Linked DNA regions of Mus musculus: region 2 is linked to region 1. A link is a contact called in public HiChIP or PLAC-seq data. All regions are on one chromosome and are shown on one strand. Each heading gives the region's core, a stretch centred on a gene start, on an enhancer-like site or on the middle of the called end of the contact. The rest is flanking DNA. Distances are from core to core; before and after follow the strand shown.

Evidence for each region. HiChIP or PLAC-seq counts read pairs in DNA pulled down with a chosen protein or histone mark.
Region 2: a contact with region 1 is called in a FOXA1 HiChIP or PLAC-seq map of pancreatic cancer cells. The contact joins the promoter of Slc37a3 here to the promoter of Klrg2 in region 1. A contact is called at or near these places in 1 of 39 promoter capture datasets (liver) and 2 of 115 datasets of contacts at active chromatin or transcription factors (bone marrow-derived macrophages and pancreatic cancer cells).

The regions. Positions count from the first base shown.
Region 1 is chr6:38,633,693-38,640,747 of GRCm38.p6, forward strand. It overlaps Klrg2 (killer cell lectin-like receptor subfamily G, member 2), which reads right to left and starts at 3,547. Exons shown (of 5, transcript NM_001033171.2): 1 at 2,684-3,547. The coding sequence starts at 3,374.
Region 2 is chr6:39,374,041-39,381,095 of GRCm38.p6, forward strand. Slc37a3 (solute carrier family 37 (glycerol-3-phosphate transporter), member 3) reads right to left here and starts at 3,667. Exons shown (of 15, transcript NM_028123.3): 1 at 3,579-3,667. It also overlaps a transcript of Rab19 not described here.

The DNA of each region.
Region 1 (7,055 bases), core at 2,297-4,796:
GGAGGTGAGAGAATGTGAATCCAAGCCAAGACCCAGGGAGACGCATCCACCACGTGGGACTGGATCGTTATCCAAGCAGGATCCTGCAGACCAAGGCACCTTTTATTTTTCCAGTTCTTCCCATGCTTTTCTTTGTGAAGGGCATGTGGTCCACCATTCCCTTTCTCGGCTTCATGACCCCCTCTTGCTTCGCCAGCTGCCTGAACAATTGGTAGAGAATTGCCCAGCATGCATCGAAGCTCCAGGACCACACAAACCAGGTACAGTGATACATTCCTGTAATCCTAGCGCTTTGGAGGTGGAGGCCAGAGAATTGGATGTTCAAGGTCATTCTTCAGCTATATAGTGAGTTGGAGACCAGCTAGCATATATGAGACCCTGTCTTTAAATGTGTCTCCTGGTCTTCAGTACCTTCACTAACAGCTAGACAGCTCCTTCAGGGTACCTGCCCAAAGAAACAAGGGACTAGACTAAGCAACAGCACCCCCAACCCTCTCCATAGTAGCTCGCTCCTTCCAAGGTCACACGGGGCTGAGAAGTATCCAGCCTGTGACATCTACCAGCTGGGATCCAGCAAGTCAGAGTCTCGCCTTAGACTGCATCTCTCGTGATAATCAAGCACTCGGAAGAATTCCTCATCCAAGCAGGATCTTGCACCTTATTATTATCTCTCTAACTCTCTATATAATATATATTAATATATATTAATATATTAATAATATATATACTATAATATATGTATATTATAATATATAATCTCTCTAACAAGGTTTCCTTTTTGGACAGGCATATGGCCCACCATCCAGATACCCATCAGAATGGTGGGAGAGATCTCCATCCTTCAGCTAGCTTAGTTGTACCCGGCCCGTGGTCCTGCCCACTGCTCTGCCTCCTGATCCTGCCCTCTGCCAGTGTTCCTGTCTCTTCTCAGCCTGGCGTTTGCCTCAGCCCTCCTCCGCAACACTGTAGGAGCTTAATTTCTAGAACAAACCCAACAATCCGACTCTTTAAAGGATCTGATGAAGGAGCTAGAGAAACGGCTCAGTGGTTAAGAGCACTGGTTGTTCGCAGCACCCACAATCTGGCTTCCAACTAACTGCCTTTACTTCCCGTTCTAGATCTAACACCTTCTTCTGGCCTCCAGGAATGGAAGTGGTATACAGACATACAAGCAGACACTCATACACATAAAATAAAAAATTTAAAAATATAAAACATAGATTAAAAAGCTATAGGCTGGTATAACATCTCCCTAAAGAGGAGCATGACATTATCCCTAGAACAGTGACAAAACTAGGGCCATTTGTCAAAGAGGAATTAAAGTTCAGATGGAGGTGAGGGTACTGCTCAGCTGGCCCTGAAATCGAGGCTGTCCTGGTCTCAGTGTAATCACGAGGGTCCTTACCTGAGAGGAGGGAGGCAAAGTGCCAGAGCAGACAGATCCCACCTAATACTACTTGGGATCAACAGTGAAGGATCTCTCACTGAGGTGAAGTAAGGGAATTGCCCCGGAGCCTCAGTGAGAGAAGCACTGCCCTGCTGATAGCATCTCCTTAGACTAGGGAGCCTGTGTCAGACCTCTGATGCAAGATACCAAGTTTGCATCAACTAGAGGCACCGAGCGAGCGTGTGGGAAACTTGCAATAGCAATGGCGAACCCATTCCACATTGCAGAAATCTGCTCACAGAGTTCTAAAAGTTTTTCGTGATCTCTGAGCTCCCCCCCCCCCCCCCAAGGACTCCTGGGTGCTCCCTACCGCTTAACTTTTCCACTGCCCCACGTTTGGGCAGTTTGCTTACTGGGCAAGGTTCTAGTCCCTTCAGGCTTCTCTGTTCTCTCAAGGCTAATATGAACCTCCGCCACCCACGACCTAGGGTGGCCCAGTAAACCAACCACAACAGAGCAATTCCTTACTCTAACTAACAACCTTTAGGGGGCTGTACTGGTTACTGTTTTGTCAACTTGGCACAAGCTAAGATTTTCTGGAAAGCGGAACCTCCCTTGAGAAAATGCACCCACCAGATTGGCAAGTACAGATTGTAGGCAAATCTGTAGGGCATTTTCTTAATTACTACGGGCGGGTGCAGGTGGGGTGGGTGGTACAAGAAAGAAAGCCGAGCAGAAAGCCAGTAAACAGCTTTCCTCCGTGGTTTTGCTACTGTTCCCCTGTTCCCGCCTCCAGGTTCCTGCTTTGGCTTCCCATGATGATAAACTATAACCTGTAAGGCAAATACAACCTTTCCTCCCCAAGTTGTTTTTGGTCAGCATTTTATCACAGTAAGAAAAAGTAAACCAACACAGGGGCTTTCTGCACTGCTAGACTTGCCTCTCCTTCACACGCAAAGCAAAACACATGCCATCTGGCGCGGGGCCAGCTCAGCGTGTGTGCTGATGGGTGACCCTCCTGAAGGCGGAAAGGAGCCCAGCCCTTGGAAGTGTACCCAGGCCACCACTGCCACGTGATTCTGAATCATCTCCCCTCACCTTACCCAGAGTTCTACTTCTCCAAGATGCTGCGCACACTAAGAAGGAAGGAAAGTTTCCGGGAGGAGGGCTAGGGGCAGGATCCTGGGTTGATTCTTATTAATTCTGAGACAGAAGCAGGATGGATTTGGGGGCAGCCAGATTGGCTTCTGGTTAGTCTAGTTCAGGGACCGGGCACGAGCACTTTTGAGCACTCACCTATGAGCGTGATGGCCCGCGGCAGTTTCTTGCCATCTATGCCTGCGCGCTGCAGCAGCGCGTCATCTTCTTTGGTCAGTCCGGGCTCGCGGCAGCGGCAGCGGCAGGCGGGCGAGCCCGGGGGGACCATGCAACCCTCAGCGGGGCTGACAGACTCGGTGGCGTTCGCGGCAAGCGGCGATCCTCGGCTCCACGTGGAGCCTGGTGACGGGGCGCGGGGCAGCCACTGGAGCGTGGGAGCGGAGCGGCGGGCGAAGGCTGGCGATTCGGGCACTGGCACGGTGAGAAAGCGCGTGGACGGCGCAGGCGAGGGCGCGCGACTAGCCCCAGCCGCGCCCACGGGCTTCACGCGCACGTCCACCTGCAGCTCCACGGGCGCCCAGGACGCGGGTGCGGGCTCTCCTGACGCCGTCCAGGGCTCCAGCTCCGCCTCTCCATCCCGGGGCTGCTCGGCCCACGAGGGGCTCGGAGACGGCAGCTCGCGGCTGCACGAGCCCAGGCGGCGGAAGGCGCCGTAGCCCAGACTGAGCGGCGGTACGCGAGGGGAACCGGACAGGGCTGGAGACGGAGACTTCTCCGGGAGCTCCTGGGGCTGCGCGTCCGGCTCCTCCCACCCGGTCCGCTCCGGCCTCGGGCTGTCTTCGGAGGCCCTGGGTTGGGGCGCCTCCGCCGGGACCTGCGGCGGCTCCATTCCCGAGCTTTCCGAGGGCTCCTCTGGGGACCCGGTCTCACCCTGGCCTCCTCTAGACGCTTCCCGGGTCCGCTCCGTCCTCCGCGCCGACTCGAGACTCGCCGTGCGAGCGTCGCGTTCTAGGCTGGGTCCCCAGAAGTTTCGGGTCGTTCACGTTGTCAACTAACAGCTTCACTAGAGGACCCTGTGTGATTGGCTGTGGCTATGGATTGGCCACACCCTCGGAACTCCAGCCTGGCCTTTCCGTGGCACCGGTTGCTGGGAGGACCCGGTTGAGCGAGTCACAGAGTGGGCGGTGGCTCTTAAGGCAGCACTGGGAACCCAGAGACTGGCAGATTCCTTCCTCTCCTTCATCCCGAGCCCCACCCGTTACCCCTGCTGGCTCTGTGCTGCGGGTGGATTCAGTTGTAGACTGAGTGGGAAGGGATTGGCTAAATCTGCGTGGATAAGGACTTCAGACATATCAGAACAAGGAAAAGTGATGGCGACAGGGTCACCGGTTGTGGTTTGGAAGCGAGTGAAAGGTTGAAGTCCTGATTCCAACTCTGGGAGCTTGACTACTTGTAGACTTAACACGGAGAACGAGGAATGAGCCAGACGCTTTGGTCCATGCCTGTAATCCCATCACTCTGGCAGCAGAGACATCTCTGTGAGTTTGAGGCCAGCCTGGTCTACATAGCAAGTTCAGACCAGCCTGAGTTTATAGTGAAACAAACAAAAATAAAAACGAAATAAAAAAATCAAGGAGAGAATGCTCATTTCCCCATGAAGTGTCATGTGCTCTACCAGCTTAGTGAGGTAGCATGATGGTTCGAAGACAGCTTTGTGGAGAGCTTTGTGGATTTTTCTGTTTGTCTTGATTTTTGTTGTTGTTGTTGTATTTTATTTTGTTTTGCCGTTTTGGTTTCATTTTGTTTTTTGAGACAATCTCTCTAGGTAGTCCTGGTTGTCTTAGAACTCGCTATGTAGATCAGGCTGTCCTGGAACTCACGGAGTTAAAAGCATGCTGAGATTAAAGGCATGCACCACTACACTTGGCTTGAATACAATTTTTGTTATTATAGACTTACTTGTAGTGTTGACATGTATGTAGCATATGCCTGCTTTTTGAAGCTCAGCTATTTTGAACCTCGAGTTGCAGGCATTTGTGAACTGCTGGATGTCGGTGTTGAGATTTGAACTTGATTTCTGATGATAGGGCAGCAAGTTCTTATTGACAAACATCTCTCCAGTTCCTAAATAGCCTTTTAAAATACAGATTTGTTAAGGTCCCTTCCGAACTTCCTGAGTCTGAAGAGGCATGAGGCCACTACTGTTTTTAACCAGTACTCCAGGGTAGGGCTAGCAGATAAAAGAGGTAGTTTAAAGCAGAGGCAGTTGAGTTTGAGGTCAGCCTGGTCTACAGAGCAAGTTCCAGGACACCTGGGACTGCACAGAGAAACCCTGTCTTGAAAAACAACAGCTCGCCGGGCATGGTGGTGGACGCCTTTAATCCCAGCACTTGGGAGACAGAGGCAGGCGGATCTCTGAGTTTGAGGCCAGTCTGGTCTACAGAGTGAGTTCCAGGACAGCTAAGGCTACCTAGAGAAACCCTGTCTGGAAAACAAAATAAAACAAACAAAAACAAACAAACAAACAAACAAAAAAGAAAAACAACAGCAAAAAAGAACAACAACAAGGGGTAGTTCAATTCAGTCAAAGTCTGACTTCAGGTGAACAAGACATTCATTCTGGAGGTCACACTCAAGCCCTTGTGTTTGCACAACAGGCCCCTTACCAACTGAGCTGTCTTCTCCTAGTTCCATGAAAATGCATCTTAAAAGGCATGGGACTGTGATTATAGGTTGCCTGTAACCCCAGCACTTGGGACATCAGCAGCTCCAGACCATACATGATGATTTCCAAGCCAACCTGAGCTACAGGAGAGTCTCAAAAAACAAACAACAAAAACCCAGACTGAAAAAATGGTGGGGGGAATAGCTCAGTGATGGAGCTCACACCTGGCATAATCCCTAGCGCCCTTTGTCACCATCAACCTTCTCTTAACAGAACTGTCCCACCCTCAGTCCATGTCCCTAGTGCATTTTAAACCTCTGCTCTTTCTACCTTTCCTTTTTTTCGAGACAGGGTTTCTCTGTGTAGTCCTGGCTGTCCTGGAACTCACTCTGTAGACCAGGCTGGCCTAGAAATCAGAAATCTGCCTGCCCCTGTCTGCCTCCCAAGTGCTGAGATTAAAGGCGAGCACCACCACTGCCAGGCTAGAATTTTTCTTTTCTTTTTTCTTTCCTTTCCTTTCCTTTCCTTTCCTTTCCTTTCCTTTCCTTTCCTTTCCTTTCCTTTCCTTTCCTTTCCTTTCCTTTCTTTTCTTTTCTTTTCTTTTTTTTGAGACAGGGTTTCTCTGTGTAGCCCTGGCTGTCCTGGAATTCACTCTGTAGACCAGGCTGGCCTCGAACTCAGAAATCCGCCTGCCTCTGCCTCCCAAGTGCTGGGATTAAAGGCATGCGCCACCACGCCCGGCCCAACATCTTCCTTGTAGGGAGCAGGCACCCTTGTCACCAAGTCCAGCAGGTGCTCTTCTTTGTATGGTGGCCCCTGGAGCCTTTGACGGTTCGACATGGCCCTTTTCTCACTCTCTTCCTGTTTTGTTTTGTTGTTACTTGTTTTAGAGTTTCCCAGCAACCCAGGTTCTCCCAAACCTGGAGATGAAGCGGATGGAGATGGCTTTAAACTCCTGATTCTCCTGCCTCCACCTCTGAGCACTGGGACTGCAGGCATGCACCAACATACCTGAGTACTTTTCTTGCCTTAGAGTCCCTCTCACCCACACTTTCCCCAACACCAAAGCTGACTGGCTTTCCTCCTTCCCTTAGGCTCTGCTGTCTCAGGTCTGCTGTCTTCAGCTTCTCCCCATTTTCATTATTTCAGGGGGAAATGTTTCCCACCCGATACAGGTTTATATATCAAAGTCTTCCTTCAGCTAGAAACAGAGTCACTGAGGAGGTAATTCGTTGAGAGAAGGTTACACTAACCCAATGTAGCTTGTGTCTCTAGAAAAAGAAGACATTGAGAGACCTGTGCACAGAGAAAATGCCAGAACTTGAAGGCGGGGATCAGGATAATGCATCCAGAAGCCAAACAAACAAAAACACTAAGGAAATCATGAGGGATGTCAGCAAGCTCTGAGAAGCCAGGAAAAAGGGAAAGAATAGATGCTCTCCTAAGGAACTGGCCCTCCAGACACCTTGATCTTGAATTTCTGGTCTCCAGAATTGAGGGGGTAATTGACCGCACTCAGCCTGTGGGACTTTACCCTAGCAGCTCTTCCCACCTAGTAAGCTGGCTTCCTGGGAGGGCTCTGCCATCCTGGGTGGTCAACTCAGCATGTTTGTGACGGCCTCAGTGGCAAGTGAGGTGTTCCTTTTAGGAATCTGGCACTCCAAATGTGGGAAAGGCAGAGCTGGAAGTATCAGAACCATCGGGGAAGCAGCTGCCGGAAGATCTGCAAATACTGCCCCAGTCTCGAGGTTCCTGATCGTGGCTGGGCGCCAGGCTCATTCGTTCAATCTTCTGGGCTTCACGAGACACCGTGTATCTTTCTTTTTACTGTGTGTCCTGTTCCTTTGCTAAGCTTTGGTGTTCTAGTTTCAGTTCTATTTCATTCCTGAGGGAAAGTCAGGGCAG
Region 2 (7,055 bases), core at 2,417-4,916, 740 kb after region 1:
TGAAAGGTGGGTAAAGATGCTCACTTCACGGCAGCCGAGGAAACAAACGGAGCAACAAAGGGCAGGCAAGGGCAGGCCCATCACCTCCTAACAGCCTGTGTAGTATGAACTCATCAGTAGCTTCGCCCACTGATGAAGTTAGCATTCTAGTGATCCAATCACACACAACAGCAAAATGAGCTTTGCAGGATGACGCCTCCCATCCAAACTACACAGCAGAAGATCAGAAGGTATAGAACAGCAGACAGTGAGGACGAAGCCTCCCTCTGTCTCCAGGTACCTTGTCTGAGCAGTTCCTTTCCTGTCTTGGGGATTCTTCTGCATCTCCCCATCCACCACAGGCAGAGCCCCTTCATGCCTCCGAGCACAGAACACACAATGTGGTACTTTTTCTTCTTCTCTGCGGCAGTGTGCTGATTCACCCACCTCTGCTTCTTCAGAGGCACTTTCTCGGCACCTGCCACCTGCTGCTTCTAGGCATGTGCAGTTGCCATTATGTGAACATTACGTCACCAGTCCCATCCTGGGCAGCTGAGTTCCCAGTCCTCTGTCAGGCCATAATCTACTCTTTGTCCCCTTCCCTCCACTCCGTCCCTCTACCTGCACCCATCTCTAATCCCTGAGCCTGCCAAGCCTTCTCCTCTAGGCCTGTGTGCATCTCCTCTTGGTTCTTTGCAATAGCTTGCTCCTCCCTTTCTTGGCTCATTTCTCAGATGTCACCTCCCTAAGTAGCTGCCCAGACAACTCATCAAATATAGTTCCCCTTGGGGCCAGGTATGTGGTGATGAACATTTTAATCCCACAAGAGTGAGCAGAACTGAGTGTATTTGACAAGGTCAGCCTGCTCTACAAAGCAAGTTATAGGCCTGTCAAGGCTTCACAGTGAGACCCTTTCTTAGATAGACAGACAGACAGAATGTTCCATTAACAGGATACTGTGTCACACTGACCCACCTGGAAGTAAGAAGACTGTTTGAGGGCTGGCGAGATGGCTCAGCGGGTAAGAGCACCGACTGCTCTTCAGAAGGTCCTGAGTTCAAATCCCAGCAACCACATGGTGGCTCACAACCACTCGAAATGAGATCTGATGCCCTCTTCTGGTGTGTCTGAAGACAACTACAGTGTACTTACATAAGAAGAAGAAGATGACGACGACTGTTTGAGCACCCAAATAGAGAGAGCACTTGCCTGCATACAAATGTAAAAGCCCTGGGTTCAAGTCCCAGTACAAATAAATAAATTCTATTCCCCATTTCTGTTTCTTTAACGATTTGCATGTTTATTGTTCATCTATAAACCCCATTTTAAAAACCAGTGGCTTTCTCTGTTCTAAGTCCACAGTGTCCCCAGAGCTCTTGGACAGAGGGAAAAAAAAACCTTTGTCAATGATTTATTTAGTTGAATGCCTATAAGGCACCAGGAAACTGATAGGTACTTTGCAAATATAGTCATAGTCAGCTCTCTGCATATTTTTCAGATGTGTAAATGGAAAAGAGAAAACACCTCAGGCTTTGTAAAACCTGATAATTAGAATTACCTCTTGAATTACAGCTTAATCTCTCTGGTATGTAGTTTGGGATGGGAAAAGTCCAACTTATAAACAAATGTGGCTCCCTAACATCCTCAAATGTACAGAGCTGGCAATCATCTGGCTCCCAAGGGTCTGATTTTTACATGTACGAAGTAAAAGGATAACCTGTACTCAGAGTGCTGGTCTGTAGGCAAGCACTTGACCGCTGGGTGAGTCTGGCCCTTTCACAGTTCTGCATACGCTGGCTATCACTTGTGTGCCAACCAACGCTCACACATACACAGTATCTTTCTGATCTCTCATCATCTAACTAGAAGCTATTCACTGATACCAGATACATCTTTTCTCTTTCCAAGACTCGAGTCTTCCCAGGTGTATACTCCTATAATCCCAGCAGGGAGATTCCAAATGTGAGAGAATATGAGGCCAGCCTAGATTACAGAGCTGCAAAGCACACATTCATTTGAGAGCCTGCTTTAAAAGCATGGTCTAGCCGGGCAGTGGTAGTGCATGCCTTTAAGCCCAGCACTTGGGAAGCAGAGGCAGGTGGATTTCTGAATTCGAGACCAGCCTGGTCTACAGAGTTTCAGGACAGCCAGAGCTATATAGAGAAACCCTGTCTCAAAAACAAAACAAAACAACAAAAAACGCATGGTCTAGTTCAGTGGTAGAGTGCTTGACCAGCACCCATGGCACCTGACTACCAACCCTAGCACTCCAGAGACAGGAAGATTAGAAGGTCAAGGACATCTTCAGTTACACAGGGAGATGGTGATTACCTGGACTATTCGACACTTGTCCGTGCACTTGCTCGCTCTCTCTCTCTCTCTCTCTCTCTCTCTCTCTCACACACACACACACACACACACACACACACTTTTTCTTAAAACTGCCGCATTACCACAGATGTTAAGGACTTAGCTAGCTGTTTCAGGGTTCCTAAAACCACATCCATTTATACCAGGGTTCCTAAGGCCAACTTCTCCCTATTTTCTTTCAAAGACAACTACTTTCTCCTCTGCCCTTCAGACAAAGCCCTAATCGTGCCAGTTATCACTGCAACAACAGCATGTCATCCTCACTTGAGGACCAGGCACTCATCCAAAACCTTAAACAATGAGCACTGAACTGCTCCTGAAAAACAGAGAACTCTGACACTAAAGGTCAAGTCCATTTACTTCACTTCTTTCCTCACTTAAGGATTAAATGAAAGGATTTACTGTGTGTTTAGGGCAGACTCTGTTTTACTTACAAGGAACATCTGGCAAGTGGCAAAAGAATAATTCAACTACCACAGTAGTCGAGGTGTTCTCTTCATCAGTGATTGTTTCGTAAACAGAAATGTGAGTGAAGACATCAAGCAATGGCTAAAGAGGCTCGCCCTGGCAACTAGGTATCCTCTAAACATTTCAGTAAAATATCACGGCATCGCTTAACATATTGCAGAAAATGTTAAAAGTGGACACATCCCCATTGTCTTATCAAAATTAAGAACAGGCCACACTCTACAAATAAGAACAACCAAAGTCTGACATTCGAATAAGAAGCAGAGCCGAATTCCCTGAGGTCGTGGCAGTTACTCGAAAACAAACCCCTAGTTTTTCCACGAAGTCAATTCTCCCTCTGACCTCCGTGCATCCTATCCAAACGCCTCCCACCCTACCTGAAACGTGGCCCTCCTCTTGCTAAACCATGAACCCTTTCCTTGGGTTTCATTTTCTTCCGTTCAAACGTCCCATGAGCCAAGATCGGTGGGCCGAGGGGAACAAGTACCCCCTACCCGGGAGGTCTGCGTGGGCTGGGCTGGGCCACCTTCCCTCTCTGGTGTCTGGTGTCCTCCTCCCTCTGCGGTGCACACAGCCTCGGGACTGCACAGCGGCAGCACCAGGAGCTCCGGTGGGGTCCCGGTGGGGGTCTGGTGGGGGCCAGCTGCCAGCGGCGCCCGAGCCGCCACACCCACCAGCTGTCCGCGCTTCCCACGCCCGAAGCCCACCGCGCGCCCAACCCGGCCAGGACCCCAAGCACCCGAGCGCACGCAGGCTCGCACCTGAGACCCGCCGAAGAACCCGCTCCGCTAGACTCCGCTCCCGCCGCCCCCGCCGCCACCTCACCCAGCGGGATGTGGCCAGAGCTTCCGGACGCTCACGTGACCTCGGGGACAGGTGCATGCCGGGAGCTGTAGTCCGCCAGTGCCGCTTTACCTGCGAGCTGTAAAGTCCACTGGTTGGGTTTAACTGAGCTCCTGCAGGAAGGGACTAGGTCCAGAAATGTTAGCGGAGAAAAGCAACGAGTGAGAGATATCATTTGAGAAGAACCGATAGGCTGACCATTTTTTCAAGAGGAGGCGTTATTCTGTTTTAGACTCTTGTTTAATTAAATGCAGTTGTCCATATAGGTAGGAATAGTCATTCACCTGTTTGTATTCACAGCTCTGCACCCCATTGCCATTGCACCAAAATAAATAGTTCGTATTAAGATCCCCAGCAGCGTAGCTGGAAAGATGATTAAATACATACATATGTACGTACATACATACATCTGTGCATTTTTTTTTTTAAAAAAGATTTATTTATTTATTATATGTAAGTACACTGTAGCTGTCTTCAGACACTCCAGAAGAGGGCGTCAGATCTTGTTACAGATGGTTGTGAGCCACCATGTGGTTGCTGGGATTTGAACTCTGGACTTCGGAAGAGCAGTCGGGTGCTCTTACCACTGAGCCATCTCACCAGCCCACATCTGTGCATTTTTAAAAATGGAACTGTAGAGGGCTGGTGAGATGGCTCAGTGGGTAAGAACTGCTCTTCTGAAGGTCCGAAGTTCAAATCCCAGCAACCACATGGTGGCTCACACCATCAGTAATGAGATCTGACTCCCTCTTCTGGAGTGTCTGAAGACAGCTACAGTGTAATTACATATAATAAAAATAAATAAATCATTTTTTAAAAAATGGAACTGGAGAGACGGCTCAGCAGTTAAGAGCAGTGACTGCCCATCTAGGAGACTTAGATTTGGTTCCATGGTGACTCACACTCTAGTTCCAGAGGACCTGACACCCTCATCTGGCCTCCGTGAACATGACACACACAGAGACATACAAAAACACATAAATAAAAATAGAAAGGGGGAGAGGAAGACGTGGAGGAGGAGAAAGAGGAGAGAAGGAAGATTCCCGTGCTACCACCCAGTTTCCTCTTTCAGGGCATCCAAGGCCAGGTAGTAAGAACGCTTCCACCCGGCGCACGCCTTTAGTCCCAGCACTCGGGAGGCAGAGGCAGTCGGATTTCTGAGTTCGAGGCCAGCCTGGTCTACAAAAGGCACTCCTGGACCTGGGTTCATTTCACAGTTAATCTTATGTCTTCGGTGACATCCACCAAACTCTTCTTGACTTACAGACCAGCTTTTAGCTAAACTTTACTAAAACCCTGAAGGGTTTTGGTTAGGAAAACTGAAGCCACAGCAATAGACCCAAGATCCCCCAGCAGAGGAGACGCTGGAGTAATGAGCTAATGCAGAAAGTCTTAGGGTCACCTAAAAGTAACTCAGCAGCCCCAAACACAGTTTATTATTTGTTTGTTTTACAGCTTAGGTGCACACCGTAAGGGGGCGGGGGCTGGAGAGCTGGTTGCTCTTCCAGAGAACCTGAGTTAAATCCCCAGCACCTACATGGTACCTCACATCTGTCTATAACTCCAGGGGATCTGACCTCCTCCAGCACAGGGCATGCACGTGGTGCACAGACATATGTGCAAGCCAAATACCTTACACTGCAAAATAAAAGAAGAAACAAGTAGGGAGAGTCAGGTAAGGGAGGGACACACCCACCTAGGTTGCCAAGGAAGCGCCTGGGGTAGAAGAGGATGTGGGCAAAAAGCAAAACCTAGTAAGTAGATTTCCAGATTGTATGCGGTTCAGCCTTCCTCTTGTGGATTTAAAGGGAAGTTGAAGAGGAGATGACGGTGCTGGGGGTGTTTCAGAGATTAAGAGCAGCTGCTGTTCTAAAAACCTGAGCTCAGTCCCCAGCACCCAGACCAGGCAGCTCACAACCTGCCATAACTCTAGTTCCAAGCAATCCTATGCCTTTTCCTGGTCTCCTTGGGCACCCGAACGTATGGCAGGCACACATAGATTAACACACTCATTCACATAAGTAAGGATTAATTAATTGATTGAAAAAAAATAAAAATGAAGTAGAAAGGCCTCGGATGGGTCTTTGATTTCCACCTCTAGGTGCTCTCCCAGTGTGTGATGCGGGCTGGGTCTGAGACAGTTGCCTTAAACAGCGATCAAAAACAAAACAAGAAACCGTTTGCAGCTCCCCTCTCTGACACTGACGTTGCAAGTCTTCGTTTCCTGCCCCAGCCCACACATTTGCGGTGTATCTTGACCTACAACCAGTTTCCAAGTTATACATGTGACAGTGGCTCTGAAAGCCACAGCCAGCAGCAGCATGTGACAGTGTCTTTTTCTCTGGACAGAGTGAGAAACTAACATAATGTTGGGTTACCTTGCTTAAAAGAGAGATTCTTGAAAAAATCGTGTGGATGGGTTAAGATGAGTCACAACTTAAAGGTTATTTGAAGGCATCACAGACAAGATGTTCTTTTTTGTTTGTTTGTTTGTTTGTTTTGTTTTTCGAAACAGGGTTTCTCTGTGTAGCCCTGGCTGTCCTGGAACTCACTCTGTAGACCAAGCTGGCCTCAAACTCAGAAATCAGCCTGCCTCTGCCTCCCAAATGCTGGGATTAAAGGCGTGTGCCACCACACCCGGCTTGACATGATGTTCTTGAATGAGGAACAATCATCTCCCATTTCAGGCCTGCATGACAAGAACGCTGGGAACTGAACTCAAGAAGAACAGTAAGCATTCTTATCCATGGAGCCATCTTTCCAGCTTGACAATCTAGTTCTTATGATAGGCTCTGAAGGTAGTTAATTATCAAAGTCTAGAATTGATAGAGTCTTTGGGTAGAAATAGGAAATTTACCTCAGATCTTTGCTCTTACTGCCAGCATCAAGGACTAATTGGCTCTAAGTTTTCTCACACTTAAAAATTAGCCTCTGCTGTGTGGTAAAAGTTCTACATAACACTCTCTCCCTACACCCCCCACATGCAGTAAAGCACCTTTATTTTATTCATTATTTTATTTTAGGGCTAGAAACAGAACCCAGGACCTTGCACTTCCTAGGCAAATATTCTACCATTAATCTAAATCCCCAACTGCACTACGTTCTTTTAATTTGGGGCCTTTTTGTTTGGTTGGTTTGGGATTTTTTTTTTCTTTTGCTTGTATCTATTTGGCATGTGTACCTGTCTTCATGCATGTATGTGTGGTCAGAGAACAACTTGCCACTAGCTGGGTCCTGGAGCTAGAACTCAGGTCTTCTAGCTTGGCAGCCTTTACCTATGGAGGCATCTTGTGGACCCTCGCTTTACTTTGTTAAGTTGCTTGAGCACCTCCTTTCTTCTCAAAACAAGTCACTCAAGACCCAGATCAGTATCTTCCTTTAAGTCGCGGTCATCT